2 separate regions of the Gossypium arboreum genome follow, and region 1 is linked to region 2. Evidence: chromatin contacts called from public Hi-C data. All regions are on one chromosome and are shown on one strand. The core of a region is the stretch at or near the end of the contact, and the rest is flanking DNA. Distances in the headings are between cores, read along the strand shown. Region 1 holds the start of LOC108468154 (NADH dehydrogenase [ubiquinone] 1 beta subcomplex subunit 8, mitochondrial-like). Region 2 holds the start of LOC108469471 (F-box/LRR-repeat protein 13-like).

Region 1 (4,166 bases), core at 768-3,267, 700 kb after region 2:
TAAAGATCCAGTTTTATGAAAAAAAATTCAAGTTTTGTTGCACAATAACCAATTTTTCCAACAATGCAATATGGTCCCCAGTTGGTTGTTTTTCCTAAAAATATTTTTGGGTAATTTCTTATTAGATCACTAAAGTAGAGTAGAGGAGTTCTCACAACCTCACTGTCTCTTTAGGAATTATATCAACATAGTAGTCAACTAGAATTAATACATGAGCACAAATTATAGAATTAAATCGTTGTCTTATTCTTAAGTTTTAATCCTATTTCAATTACTAAGCCACTAACATAAGGATTTCCCATCCGCATAAATAATTTTGCTCATTTTAAATTGGAAAACAACATAAAAGATATTAAAATGAGGTATCACAACCAAAGAATTACGTCAAATTAAGACAACTTAATAATAAAGAATCTCTAAAAGAGTTATTGTAATTTACAAGAAAATTAAAAGTTTAAAGTAAAAACAAATTATTACAAAACTAAAAACAAATAAAAACTACTAAACCAAACTCTCCAAACTTTCTATACTTTCTAACCTAAGAAAACGTAATCAAAAGTTTAAGGCAACCTAAGGAATCCAACATGCTTCTACCATTTACAAGGCTTTTCTAAGGCAAGATCTCAAGCTAGAGCGGAAAAGACCAAAAGCCTAATTAATTTAATAAATATCACAAATTTGAAACTCGAGTACTGACGAAAAGTAGAACATATTCTTACTTTTTGTGTTTATGTAAAGTGAATTATTTGCAAATAGATTCAGACTTTTTGCATTTTCCAGCTTTTTCCTTTTTCCACCTCTTTCGAATATGCTTTTTTTTTCTCTTGAACTCAATCTAATGTCTACAAGAAGACTTTGGAAAAGCTTTGTAACTCAAGAACACAAAAACATTAAGAATAACTTAAAACTAATTTTTTTCAATAGCTAATGGAAAAATGGACCTATTTATACAAAACTAACTAAAAATTAATTAAGAACAATGCAAATGTGAGGGAATTAAGACTTAAAATATATAAGCATTTGCTCATCATACCCCTACACTCACATCTTTTCTTGTATCGATGGGACTCTATAGGTGGCTTGAATGCTCCTTAGACTCCTATTGGTTTTTGAGGATTGAAACCTTTGAGTAAATTGGGGGAAAGATTACGAAGGCCTTAAGGATCAGTGTGTCAAGTACCAAGGTGATCATAAAGGGAGCATGAGTGGGGCATTCAAACTTTTTGGAGGAAAAGATCGTTGCTACTTGGGGTATCTTATGATGACGAGTCTATGAAATGCAAGGGACAATCATGGATGTGCCACATGAACTCCTCAAACTCCTCTTAGGGAGCTATAACTACGAGGTTAATAAAAATGAAGAGATATAAAAATTTTAAGAGATTGACGTCTTAAGCACCGATGGATTATATGAGGACCTTAAAGAGGTTATGGACTCTTTAAACCCCTCAGGGTTGAAGGAATTTAAATACATTTGTATGTGGTTTCAAGATAAAGGGAAACTTTGGGTGATAATAGAAACTTGCAAGATCTAAGGTCGAGGTTAAGTGTTGGAGGACCTTGAGACGAAAGAGGCTTAATTTCAAAGTCAAGTTAAATATTTATCTTAAACTAAGTTTTTGAAAAAAATATATTTAAAATTTTTAAAGCGTTAATGAATAGTGATTAAGTCCTTTGTTCACCGTCAAAAGACTAAAGTTTAAAATCTATTGTCGTGTTTTCCCTTCAATTTGTAATATGTACTTAAAAAATTATGAATACAAATAGACTCACAGCTCCAAATATCTAGAATATATTTGGGTTTGAATCAAAATAAATTTGGACGACTAGAATATATTTAGAAACAGAACAGTTTATGTAATGTGAAAATCAAACCTAAAACCTGATATTTGAACAAGTTAAAATATCACAATTTTGACACTAAAAAGGTTTCCATAGGTCCATATTGATGGGCTTCGGCTTCGAATCCATTACGTTTTGTTTATCGTTTGAATATCATTTATCTATCCCTATCGTGGGCAAATGGCCCATTGGAATTAGTCATAGCTAAATATTAATACAGAAACCAGAGTTTGGTTCTGCAGAAAGTTCCGAGGAGAAAAGAAATGGCAGGAAGATTGAGCAACGTAGCGTCACGTATAATGGGCGGAACTGGCGTCGTATCGCGCTCCGTCGCCTCTTCTTTTCGACTCCGTTCCGGTATGGGTCTCCCTGTCGGCAAACATATCGTTCCCGACAAGCCCGTAAGCTCAATCACTTCATAATTCTTCAGATCTATTCAGTTAAAATCATTAAAAAGACTAACCCAAAACCCTACAATTTTACTCCTGCTGGAACCTTTCAGCTTCCTGTAAATGACGAGCTAATTTGGGACAATGGAACTGCATTTCCAGAACCTTGTATTGATCGAATCGCTGATACCGTCGGAAAGGTAAGTAAGTTCTCTATTTAAATGTTCATTTGCGTTTTATGGTAGTGGGATTTTGGATTATTTGAAGAAATTACTCTTTTTTTTTTCTCTGTTCTTGTTCCTATGTTTCATTTTTCTGGGAGTAGTATGAGGCATTAGCTTGGATGTGTGGAGGCTTGAGCTTCTTTGCATCGTTGGGATTTTTGGCTTGGTGGAATGATAAGGCCTCCAAGATTCCATTCGTGAGTTCAAATCTCTGACTTGATTAGTTGACTTTGCCTTAGTTCAATTCAATTTTCTTTATGCTGCATTTGGGAATATGAAATTGAAACTCTTGGATTTGGATTTCATTTGCTATATAAATTGTGAGAATGAATTGTATATATTATGAATAAATTAGATGAATTTCAATATAATGCGTTTTTGGAAAGTATAAAAAGCATGAATTTGTTAAATTCCTTGGGAATTTCAAATTCACTACTAGGCATCCAACAAATCCAGGGATTTGAGAAACAATCATGAGTAATATATTTGTATGTGTATTATCACTCAATTTGCACTATTCTCGAAATTCAAATCCAAAGTTTGAAACCCAAGACCCCAAATGCTACCTTATAGTTTTTTTAACGTGTTCATGTAATATTAATATTTGTAGCTTAGTGGTGTTTTGGATATGTTTGAAATTGGGAAAATAGGAATGTAGGATAGTGACCGGATCAAAAGGTACCATAATGTCACTCATGTTTTAAGCTGAGAAATTTTGAACTTCAAGCTCGAGTGAGTCATTATCCCAGAATAGGGGGATATGTGAACTACCTGCTTTAGGATGGAAGATATTTCATGCTAGAGGACTCTAGCCTGTTTTCTCAACAATGATTATGGTTGAGAGGATGAATTTTGCAAAGGTTCATGATAGAAAGCCCTTGTCTTTGGTTTTCCCTTGCTTGATTCTCTGATGAACTTAGAAATATTTTCAGAAATGCATTTCCCCTGTTAGATGTGTTGAATTGTTGAGGAAATCCCTTCCATTGGGGGCTACTGGCTAGTTTGGCCTTCTGTCTCATTATTCTGCCTGCTGGAGTTTGAAATCCGTCTCATGCTCAGTTAGCAACTTTGACAATATATTTTGGGCTTCGCAAGAAGCCTTTTTAGGGTATATCTTTTGACAATATGCTAGCACTGCCATGTCAATTGCATAGATAATTAAAGTTATTTTGTTTTTGAAAGGTATAATTGAAGTTCTTGAGAGTTCACATTAGATATTTTATGGTAAATCAATGGAAACCACTGTTTACTTGTGCTATTTAAACAATGATGTTTCTGCTAGGTAAGTGGAAGTCTTCTGCTTGCTTTGGGTTTAGTGATGTCTATTTTAGAAGATTCCTTATCCTTTTTATTTTGTATGGCTTTTAATTCCTTTCTTCAATGGTACATCCATCAACATTTCATGTTGTGTGTCATTAGCAGCCCAAAAAGTAGCTAGAGAGAAGTAACCTACATGTCATTAATTTGGTGTAAATTTTTGTTGCTTGCAAGAGTTTAGTTTGTTACAGTCTTAATGTTATGTTACTTGCTGGTATACGTTGTTTGATATTTCTCATGCTGATTGATATCTTTTCCCTACTGTTAAGCAGGCACCAAAAGTATATCCATATGACAGCCTGCGAGTGGAGCTTGGTGGAGAACCGTAGGTAGATCCATATGCAAAGTTCTATACATCTATTGTTCGTTTCACTTGTGTCCTCTGTTCTTTATT
Region 2 (4,167 bases), core at 603-3,102:
TTTAAACAGATTTTTCATGCAAAATTACAAAGCAACCATTACTCCAGTTGTTGTTGAAGAAAAGCTATCTAGCTAAGGTGGTTTTGATAAGGTTAATAAATCTACCTATAGGAGCCTAGTGGGATGTTTGTTCTACTTAACAGCCACAAGACCAGACATAATGTTTGTAGTCAGTCTCCTATCCAGGTTCATGCACTATTGCAATGTAAACCATTTTCAAGCTGCAAAGAGAGTTCTCAGGTACATCAAAGGAACTCTGAGCTTTGGAATTATGTTCACCAAGGTTGACAGCATAAAGCTTGTTGGTTTTACTAATAGTGATTGGGCAGGATCAACTGATGATATGAAAAGCACTTCAGGGTATCTGTTTACCCTTGGATTAGCTGTTTTTTGTTGGAGTTCAAAGAAACAATCCATTGTTGCTCAATTAACAGCTGAAGCTAAATATGTTGCAGCTGCATCAGCTGTTAATCAAGAAATTTGGTTAAGAAAGCTAATGGCAGATATGAACTTACATCAAATAGAAGCAATAGAGATCAGAAGTGATAATCAATCTACTGTTGCAATTGCAAAGAATCCAGTATTTCATCGCAAAACAAAATATTTTAAGATCAAGTTTCATTTTGTTAAAGAAGTGGAACAATCTCAAGAAATCAAATTGGTTCATTGCAGTTTTGAAGATCAGTTAGCTGATATATTCATAAAACCTCTTGGTGTACCAAGGTTCGAGAATTTGAGAGCTAGATTAGGAGTTTGCAGCATGAAAGCCAAGAAGGAATGTTAAAAGATGGCTTTCATGCAGACCATAGCAGTTCGAGCCATGCAAGTTGCAGCTGAAGAATATGTTGCTGTTTTGTTACTTTTTAGTTGATGTTTTTGCTACTTAGTTACACTAGAACTAAGTATGTAAGGGATTTGATGCAATTTGGTGCTGATAGATTTGATAAATCATCTTAACCAAGTGTGCAAGCAAAGTTTTGTACGTTTCAAGACTTTGTTAGTGGAGTTAGGTGTGTTTAGGCAATATTTTCATCTTTTTGACAAGTTGATTACTTGATATATGTAATGCTTTGTTTCAGAAATGAGATGATGAATCATTCACCAGAATTCTCTTCTTGTTTTGGTTCTTATTGAGTAATCTGTTCTTGTTACAATTTAAGTCGATTTCCTTGTTTGTTCAGCAAGTTACAGTAGCTTCTAGCTCAAGACTTTGCTGTGATTTCTTGATCTGTTTTCTAAGTTCCTACAAAATAAAAAATAAAAAAATCAAACACCAGATTTAACCTCATCAACCTTTGACTTCTTTATCAACTTCATATCCGATTTAATATCCTATAACGATTTTCTAATAGCCATTTGTTTTGGTCTTGATCCAACACCAAAAACATTTCATGAAAGGAGTCTCATCAACCCCCACTCCGCCTTTGACAATCGCTTCTAATTCTATTTAGTTCCATGGTAACTAGCTCATCAATAATCTCTTTATCGTCCCTGTTGATCTCAACCCAGTTTAAGAACTCTGGTTTGCTACTACATATCAGGTGTTTTGCTTTGTCTCACATATTCCTTTCTAATTAGTTTCCCCAACAGTTCCATATCAATGTATTTTGGTTACATTAGAGTGGTCCATGTCTATCTCCCTGATAAAATCATTGACCGCACAATCAGTATGCCTATTGTGTTGGGCCCTGTTTCTCACTTATATTAAATCCATTTGGGTGGAAACTGAATCCAGCCCAGTACATTGGATTGCTTTGCTCCGTGCTCGCTCTTTAATGAATGACAATTTCCTACCTTAAGTTATGGGTATATTTAATCGAATTTTATACAACTGGAAATAAAATTTACTGGTGTCAACTGAAACTGCTATTAATCAGTTAATTAAAGGGGAAAAAATGATCGACCAAAAACAGAAAAAACCGAAGTGTCTTTTCATGTTTATTTTTTCTTTCATTCTTGTTCTTGTTTTCTTTTAGAAAGAGTGGATTCCCATTTTATACTTGATTAAACAATCTTCTTGCTTTCTTTGTTTCCAGTTTGTAGTCGTTGGATTTTGTTGATCAAAGATGGAAGTTGTCATGGATTCTAGTCTTCGTCGTCTTGTGAACAGAAGGCTGGAATGGTTGGAAATGACCAAGGATCAGGTTTCAGATTGGAACGCCGGAACAACTCGTAGACGAGACCGACTCAGTGCATTACCTAATACAGTGCTTTTCCGCATTCTATCCAAGATGCCCATGGACTCGGTTGTCCGAACCAGCATCTTAAGTAAAAGGTGGAGTAATCTCTGGAAGCACACCCAAGGCGTAGATTTCCACAGTTTACCCTTCTCCGATAACCAAGCCGACTATTCTCCAATTACTCGCTGCTTAGAACTCCTCCTATCTCCTCAGATCATAAAATTCACCACTGTTGGCCACGTTAGCGAGCGTTCTAACCCTGATGTACAAAGATGGGTCAATTTTGCACTCTCCAAGAACGTCCGTCAACTGACGATAGGCCTCATGTCAGTTTCTTTAGCAAGGAGATTCTTTCAGTTGCCAGATTCTCTTTTCTCCAATCGAAGTAAAATACTGGAGCACCTTGTTTTAAGCTTTGTTGACTTTAAACCACCTCGTCCTGGTCAACCTATTGCTGCGTCAGTCTTTTCTTCTCTTAAGCTTCTTGTTCTCACCAACTGCAAACTTGCAGATGCGACTGTGGATTTGTGCCTTCGTAAATGCGTCCCTCTTGAGGAATTGGTCATTAATATGTGTGAGGGGCTTAAGAATGTTAACATCAGTGGTCCAAATCTTAGGCTGATTAGTTTTAGGTGTCTTGAAGATAGTGATGATGGGGAGTTCAGGTCATTACGTGTTGATGCTCCACTTGTCGGAAACCTGGTTTACTCAGGTGACTTGACCAAATTTTATTTGAACAACTGTCCGGTATTACAAATTTTACACTTGCAAGGGAGGGAGGAACCAATGAATGAGGCATATACTGTCCACGTTAGAGAATTGATCGATCAAATCAGGCATGTGAACACTATGATTCTAAATTTTGCGGTTGTGGAGGTACCTTTTGTTTCGTCTTATTTTTCATACATTGTTTTAATCTCGCATATTCTTGGATATACAGTTGTTTCTGATATATATATATATATATTGCTTTGGTATAAATAAGTTCGTCGCAAAAGAGTACTACACAAGAGGCATCCCATTCCAAACATTCCAAAATCTCACGCATGTTTTTTGGTATGGTCCACTAAAATCTCCAAATGCGGTTTACAACCTGGTTGCCTTCTTAGGGGATTCCCCCTCTCTCATAGAAATTGCAGTAGATGTAAGTTCTGGACCAATACTTTTAAAACTTAATTGAAATTAATGATGCTTTTCTTATAATTACGGGTTAGTGAAATGAATGAACAGTTTCGGGGGGAAAGTGGGGCTGTGTTCTGCCAATGTATAAGCGAAGGTCACGTGGCAGATGAATATGAGGAGGGCGAGAGTTCACAACGTAATCCGTACGAAGTTGGAAATCTGGAAAAGCTGGAAATAGCTGAGGTGAGATGCTTTTCAGGATTTGATGGTGAAATGTTGTTGGTGAGGTTGCTGTTGGAGAAGGCTGTGAATCTTCGAAAACTATGGCTGTTTTGGCGGCTAGGTGATCTGAGTGTGATGCATGACAATGTGTTACAAGATATTACTAAATCTGGCTACCCTCAACAACTTTCTGATACAATCCAGGAAGAAGCTAATTCTATTATAGCAACCATCCTTAATTTTCGTAAAGCTTCTCCTCGTGTTCGAATCAAATTTGGACAAGAATGGCGAATTGAATCCTGGTGGCTACTATTCAACTCCTTAATTACTTGTTGCCAAATCAATCAATGCTTAATTCTAACCAATATTTATTCTGTTTATGATTTCAGGAGACGTCATTTTGGCGACTAGAATTTCATGTTCTCTGTATTGAAGAATCAATGATTGAATTTCAACACCAATGCATATGGAGTGATATGCCCATCTTGACGACTGCTTCTTTTGTTTTTTTCTCTTCTTCCTTTCCTTCACCTATTTCTAGTGTCATCTACTTTACACATATCAAGTATTAGTTTTAAATGTTTCAATTTTAATGTTCTCAGTTACCATTTACTTTTTTGCATATTTCCCCTCGAGGGGTATT

Evidence for each region. Hi-C and Micro-C count contacts between places; a contact is called where the count stands out from the background.
Region 1: a contact with region 2 is called in a Hi-C map of leaf, with 2.7 times the contacts expected there. The contact joins the promoter of LOC108468154 here to the promoter of LOC108469471 in region 2. A contact is called at or near these places in 2 of 5 Hi-C or Micro-C datasets (both in leaf).

Annotation. Positions count from the first base shown.
Region 1 is chr8:12,853,578-12,857,743 of ASM2569848v2, forward strand. LOC108468154 (NADH dehydrogenase [ubiquinone] 1 beta subcomplex subunit 8, mitochondrial-like) reads left to right here and starts at 2,018. Exons shown (of 4, transcript XM_017769026.2): 1 at 2,018-2,243; 2 at 2,345-2,431; 3 at 2,557-2,652; 4 at 4,045-4,166. The coding sequence starts at 2,106. The coding sequence ends at 4,101.
Region 2 is chr8:12,152,007-12,156,173 of ASM2569848v2, forward strand. It overlaps LOC108469471 (F-box/LRR-repeat protein 13-like), which reads left to right and starts at 1,853. Exons shown (of 4, transcript XM_017770352.2): 1 at 1,853-3,056; 2 at 3,166-3,324; 3 at 3,411-3,826; 4 at 3,914-4,167. The coding sequence starts at 2,067. The coding sequence ends at 3,935.